Linked DNA regions of Ctenopharyngodon idella: region 1 is linked to region 2. A link is a contact called in public Hi-C data. All regions are on one chromosome and are shown on one strand. The core of a region is the stretch at or near the end of the contact, and the rest is flanking DNA. Distances in the headings are between cores, read along the strand shown. Region 1 holds the start of gbp (glycogen synthase kinase binding protein). Region 2 holds the start of ccne2 (cyclin E2).

Region 1 (3,321 bases), core at 129-2,628, 200 kb before region 2:
ATAAAAACACTTCGTTGCGAAGCATATGCTTAGTTTACACAGAGTGAGAACAAAAAAAATAAAGGAAAAAAACATGAGAACTCCACATTGGAATCAAAAAGCACCACAGTGTCTGTGTTGTGATCACATCCTCCATGTATAACACTTCCCCACACGCATGTGAGTTTGATCTCAGTGTCTCTTTGAGAAGGAGTGTTGGCCTTGCTCCTCACATGGAAAGGGACAGAGGACATGGGCCCTCATGAAGTGCACACAGGGCCAGTTTGAAATCAAAATAGTGATATCTCGGTATCCAAATATAGTTTGATGAGTAAACAAAAAGTGTGACCCGTTGCCTGATCTAGGCGAGGACTGCAAATCAGCAGCCAGACCACATCTACACTGTAAACAAAGCAGTTAGGCAGTTCTTGGTTGCTACTGACACACAGTGCTGAACTCCAGCAAACCAAAACAAGATGCACCATTCTAGGACAAACCAACCAGAGGCCGGTTAATACTTATTATAAAATGCATTGCTATAAACCACTAGATTTTTGCATCACATTTGCATTTCAATCCAAACACTGAGATAAACAACTTAAAAATTACTCAATAAGAAGGGTCACGTTGCAAAACAGTCCAAAATACATAACATTTCCATCTCATCAATATACAATAGAAAAATTATAAGGGTGTGATATCAAAGTTTGTAAAACCAACGTATGACAACGAGCTGGGGGCCCCAAAATTTGAAAACGTCAAGTCGTTCATGCATCTGCGGGCTAGAGAACTCAGTCTACAGGTTTGGAGATGTCGTTCTCCGGTGGTTCCGATGAAAACTGGAGTCGTCTGACCGCTTCTTTGATCAGATTCCCCGACAATATGAGTTCCTGGAGGAGCTGGTGTGGATCGTCTTCGTCGATTTTCTTTCGGTTCCACGAGGATTTGAAATGGTCCCATTCCTGATCGCTGGATCCGGGCGGGTTATACGGACTGGCCCGGCTGGTACGTAAACTCCGGCTGCGGAGACGGATGCACCGCTGACCGCCCGCCGCGCTGCTGCTGCCGTTCGGTTTGCTGCTGGTGAGACCGTGTAGACGTGACATCGCCTTCTGGCTCGAGCTATTGTTGTGAAGCTGCAGCGCCTCGCCGATTTTCGACACGAGAGCGTCTACTTCCTTAGAATCCACCGTTACCGACTGTTCCAAAAAGATATAATTCTCCTTTCGACAAGGCATTTTGAATATATCTCTGTGTACAATAATATCCAGCCGTGATAATTGTTTTTATTCAAATAGATGAGATCGTTTACCCGGCGTCCTCCACGCTCACACGCTGCCCAACAGAAACAGCTCAAGGGTTGATTTGTAAACAATGGATGACGCAGAATCCGGCACGTACCATTTCGAAAGCATAGGGGCGCATGCTCAGTCGTTTAAAAATGTAGACGTATTATATTGTAGTTAAAAAGTTGGAGAGATATTTTATACGTTTCGTTTCAGCTACAACAGAAATTATATTGTCTGCTCGGTTTATTATTCTTGGTGATTATATTTATTTTGGCACCGCCACACATCTCCGCAGATCTCTGTATCATCAATCATAACATTACATAACAGTCCCCGAGTGTACAAAACGATACACTAGACAGCCACATGTGTGAACTCTATGCACTCACATGCTGTTGTAACTGAATGTGACACTGTACTAGATGCACTTGATTTCTAAGAAGGTTATAAATTTTAGCAACAATGCCAGTATTGGTCTTGATAACTTAATTTCCATATTTGGAACTGAGGACCTGTTCATCTCGTGTGGCACGTGCCAGGCGGTTAGTAATCAAGGCAACATTAAAATACAGTTGCATCGGACACATTAGACCAGGGTTTTTCATACTTAGGTCTGGGGAACTAAATTTTCAGTTTTATTTTCACATATTTATAATGTTCATTTTCATAGTATCAATTAGGAATTAGGTCTTTACACTTGAATATATATATATATATATATATATATATATATATATATATATAAAACCAAAATTTATTCAGACACCTTGAACATTTCATTCATTATTACAGTTTATTCACTATTGTTTAAAAAATAATAAAATATGACAAGATCTCAGAGTTAAACTGTGTCAGAAAAATGAATCTTAATTATGTCAGATAACACTTAAGCAAAACATGGCCAGGTCAAATTGTCTGAATAATTTTTGGCTCCAAATTTTTATCAATTTTGCTGGTAGTCCCCTGTATGAAGAATTTTTGGGTATGTCACAGTTTACTTCATTTTGCTATCCTCATTTACATAAATGAACTATACTGTCCTGCACCCACTAGTAAAAAAATACAAAAAATGATATCTAGTGTCTGAATAATTTTTGGTTTGACTGTATATATATATATATATATATATATATATATAATTGGTCAATGACGTGACGGGTCATTTTTTTGTCCAAAGGCCTTAATAATAATAAAAAACAAAGATATGACACCCAAAGTATGTAAGGTAGTACAACTAGATAACTTTTATTGAATCCAAAAGGTTTTAATTATATTTTGCTACATATAAAGGTATTTTACAGATTTTGAAGTGTCAAAAGGTTATTGGTTTAACCGTCCAAAGGCCAATACAGTCAATTCATTTGTGATTAAAATATCTTAAAATGTAATAAATGTATATATTTTTTATTCTGGCAGATTTGATAACAACATATATCAACATATTGCAAAATGGTATTAAAATTATGTGTAGACGTTGTTGCTTTGTTATGAGAAAGAATTTCAAATGGAAAAAAAAGAATTTCATTGATGTCATTCGGAGTAACCAGGGGGACCATTTTGGATCAAGTCAATGCGGTTGGATCTAAAGATCCTATTACAGGGAGAACAGGTTTTGCTTTTTCCTTAAACATTTTTATTAATAGGAGAACATCAGATCATTTATCAGTATACACTGTAGAGATGATGGCAATAGCAACAGCATTGCAGTGGATAGAAGAGACTCAAATCAAAAAGGTTATACTTTGTACAGACTCATGTTCGGCATTACAGTCATTGCAATCATTCACATCTCACAGTAGACAGGATATAGTAAATGAGATGTATGAAAATCTGTATAGATTCAAGAATATGAACATCATGATAATATTTATGTGGATACCAGCTCATAGGGGGATAAAGGGCAATTAAAACTTTACTATATTAGCAAAACAGGCTTTGGAAAATGAGGACATCATGAATATTTCACTTAGTAAATATGAAGCAAAAGCAGTAATTAAAGCATATACCACTAAGGAGTGGCAACAAAAATGGGATACAGGAAATACAGGACGTC
Region 2 (3,296 bases), core at 359-2,858:
TGTTATCAAACACTATACTAAACATTTTTTCCCCCAATTAGTTAATTAAATAGATTTTTTTTCGCGGTCTGGGGAATAAAGGAAATAAACGCGGGAGGCTCTGGACGTGACGTGACGTCACGGCGCGCTGATTAACCCAGTGACACCATTACTGCGCATGACTGAACTACTGCATAATAAACAGATTGCTAGTGAACTAACATTTATTGCTTTACAAGCATTCCTTAAACTAAATACAATTAGTCTAGCTCTTTTATCTCTGGGTAAATAATACAAATCATGTACAAATATATTACTAATGATAATACAAATCAGCTTACCTGAATTTCATAGTTTTGTTTCTTAGCTGCTGACGGGATTCTTCTATTGCACTGCTGAAAATAAGGTTTTGATATTTAAATATTTGCGTACATTGAAAATAATATATTACACAACCGTTTCAGTAACATAATATGTCAAATAAATAGCAATATCTCACCTCGCCTTTTCTTTTCCTCTGAGGTTTGTTTTGTTCTGGTGCGTTTTCATTTCTTTCTTGTAATGTGTTGCGAGTACTATTGAAATACGAAAGTAAAGAAATAAGTATTGTCGTTTATTTAGGGTTAGCGTAAATCAAACATTTGACAAAGTTCTCACCTGCGTCTTGACATTTTCTAAACAAACGGTGTGCTTTTCTCCTGTGAACCAGAAACATACAACGTTAAGTCACAATGTAATTAACCAGCACTTTAAACTTAAATAATGACTTAACTGCATATCGTGTATAAAACACTACTAAAATATCTTTAATAAAGCGTTTAAGAGAAATACTTTCAACAAAATGGCTTAACAATAAACACTTAAGCTCCAGACTGGAGCTTAGTACATACAGGACCAGAAATATCTATCACATTTCTATACGAATTAAAAGTCAAACCGTTAAAATCTAAAGGCATTAGGAGTAAATGCAAAGTCTGCTCAAGCTGTATTATTATCATTCGATGTTTTTACACAAACCAGAAATACATGATCCAGTTCTGTAGGTTTATGAAAGGACAGTCCGCGCCAATTTACATGAAGCGGGAGACTACAGCTGCCCCCACAAAAACCCATCTGAGATCTGTTAAAAGCGCATTAAACACCAGTTTCACCGAGAATACTGTTCAGGGAACTCCTTGGTGTGTAGAAAATCCATAAGACTTCTCACAATATAAGTTATTTTCCTAGTTTATGAAAGGAGTTTACAAATACACGTCCACGTACATACTATCTAATCTGGCGCCTAGCAGAGCTGGCTAACTTTCAACAACATCCCCCCTCTGAGCTCGACATTACATTAAACATTTGGCTATAAGATGGTTCTGAAAATATGAATTGCCCCTTTTTCCTAAATAATAAAGCTAAATACATCTGCTTTTAAGGGTCCCGCAGGAATCTTCATCTTTAGTCGTAGATGACTGGTTAAAAGGCTCAAACCTCCGTTTTAAAGCAACAGTAACATAAAACAACAGCACGGTTCCTGCTAAAACATTTTGTAACACGATTTTGAAGAGGTAAGATTAAAGTAAGAAATATTATAAGAGAAAGAAGACTAAAGTAAGTGTCCTTACCGCAGTGTTCAGTGCGAGTGAATGAATGAATGGCGCCAAGCAATATATAGTCCAGCGGTTCGCGGCTACTGCGCATGCGTGGCGCTCTTTTTAGACTTTAAAAACAACCCAAAAAACTATATATAGCATTGTGTTTTCAAGCTAAAAATGATCGGATAGCCTGATGTGTGTTGTTAAAAAATGTCCATGGATTCAGAAATTATTATGTTGGTCTTTTTGAGGAAACCTACGAGAATGTTTGTGGTTTGTAGACTTGTTTTTGGCCGCGCCGACCCTTGGTTTAAATATGTAAAAAACGCGCTTTCCTGCTTTCCCGGTTAAACGAATCCGGGGCTCGAGGTCCTAATACATCATATGCGAGTAGGTCTGTGTGTTAAATATTGCATTTATGTGAAATTATTAAGAGTTTTTTGACTCGAAGGAGACGCTTCCTAGTTTGACAGCTTCTCGTGGGCGTGGATTTGAATCGGTCTGACCAATCATCGTTATTCCACGAGAAACAACGTGCTCTTGTAAACAAACCCATGAGAAGAGAGATCAGCACATCTGACAGGCAATTAAAAGCCCAGTGAAAATGTTTCTTACCATCAATCCTATCATAATATTACTTGCATTTCACAATCATATCTAAATTAATCAACCAAAATATATATTTTTTCTGTTGTTTGCACAGAAATGTTGATTTTGTCACTATCATGTACCATTTTCGTGACGATGCGTTTTTTTTTTTATGCCTTTTACCCTCTGGTTACTTTATTTTGATCTGAGCATAAAAATACATGAACACACTAATATACATACTGCCGCGTTTCCGGCGAGAGAAACACAAAATAAAACACATAAGACAGTTCTGTTCATACAAAATCAACGCGACAGCTTTCGTACATAAACACATGAACAAGAAATACTTCATTCATTTAACCTTTTGAAAGAACAAAATCCCAAGAATACATTTTTGGATGCGAAATCGGCGCGAACAGTAATCCCGCTCAACCCTTTGTGTATGTTAAAATACGTCACATCCGGGGTGAAGAAAAGTGTAGCTACGTAGTACGTACAATATATAAATAAACAACTTCGTGTACTAAATGAATGTCTCCCAAATGCAAAGATCCCCAATATTCTATGTTTCATGAACATTTATACAAAACTAAATTCTGAATGTCTGAGGGACCTCTTTGTAAGGGATTTTCAATTCAGCCAGTACAAAAAAAGCACTAACCTAATCTACTAGCACTGTCACAAATGAACTTTCTAATAAAGAATGTATTTTAATAGGCATTTTAATTTTGTGAGGGCATTAATTGTTTCCCTGGCCATATAAAAACAATGTGCCACCCAATTATTAACTGAAATACATCGTTAATTTGACAAATGTTGGCATCATTAATACTAAAGCAGCCACAAATAATCCACAAGACATAAAAAAGCAAATATGGTAGATTTTAGTTAATCTTTTCAGATCAAACGCCACCATATTAGCTTCAACATTGTGAATACAGATTTCTGTACCAGCTACAAGTCACTTGTCACTAGAAGAAGCTCATTACACTTCCATTTTAAATATATATTTATTGGGCATTTTTGAACCCGTCTACTATCAGCATGTAACCATCCAGGAGAAGAACAAGGAGAGCACGATTAAACGGGTACAGTTGGAAATCTGCATTATTAAGGTTAATACCCACACTGGTACAATGAATAATA

What was found. A called contact is a pair of places that touch in the nucleus more often than the background predicts.
Region 1: a Hi-C map of muscle shows a contact between it and region 2, with 3 times the contacts expected there. The contact joins the promoter of gbp here to the promoter of ccne2 in region 2. A contact is called at or near these places in 2 of 2 Hi-C or Micro-C datasets (both in muscle).

What each region holds. Positions count from the first base shown.
Region 1 is chr16:20,247,816-20,251,136 of HZGC01, reverse strand. It overlaps gbp (glycogen synthase kinase binding protein), which reads right to left and starts at 1,378. Exons shown (of 1, transcript XM_051865723.1): 1 at 1-1,378. The coding sequence starts at 1,217. The coding sequence ends at 771. All of the region lies in intron 2 of LOC127497320 (a long non-coding RNA gene), which reads left to right.
Region 2 is chr16:20,047,269-20,050,564 of HZGC01, reverse strand. ccne2 (cyclin E2) reads right to left here and starts at 1,608. Exons shown (of 11, transcript XM_051865591.1): 1 at 1,590-1,608; 2 at 637-677; 3 at 479-554; 4 at 321-371. The coding sequence starts at 650.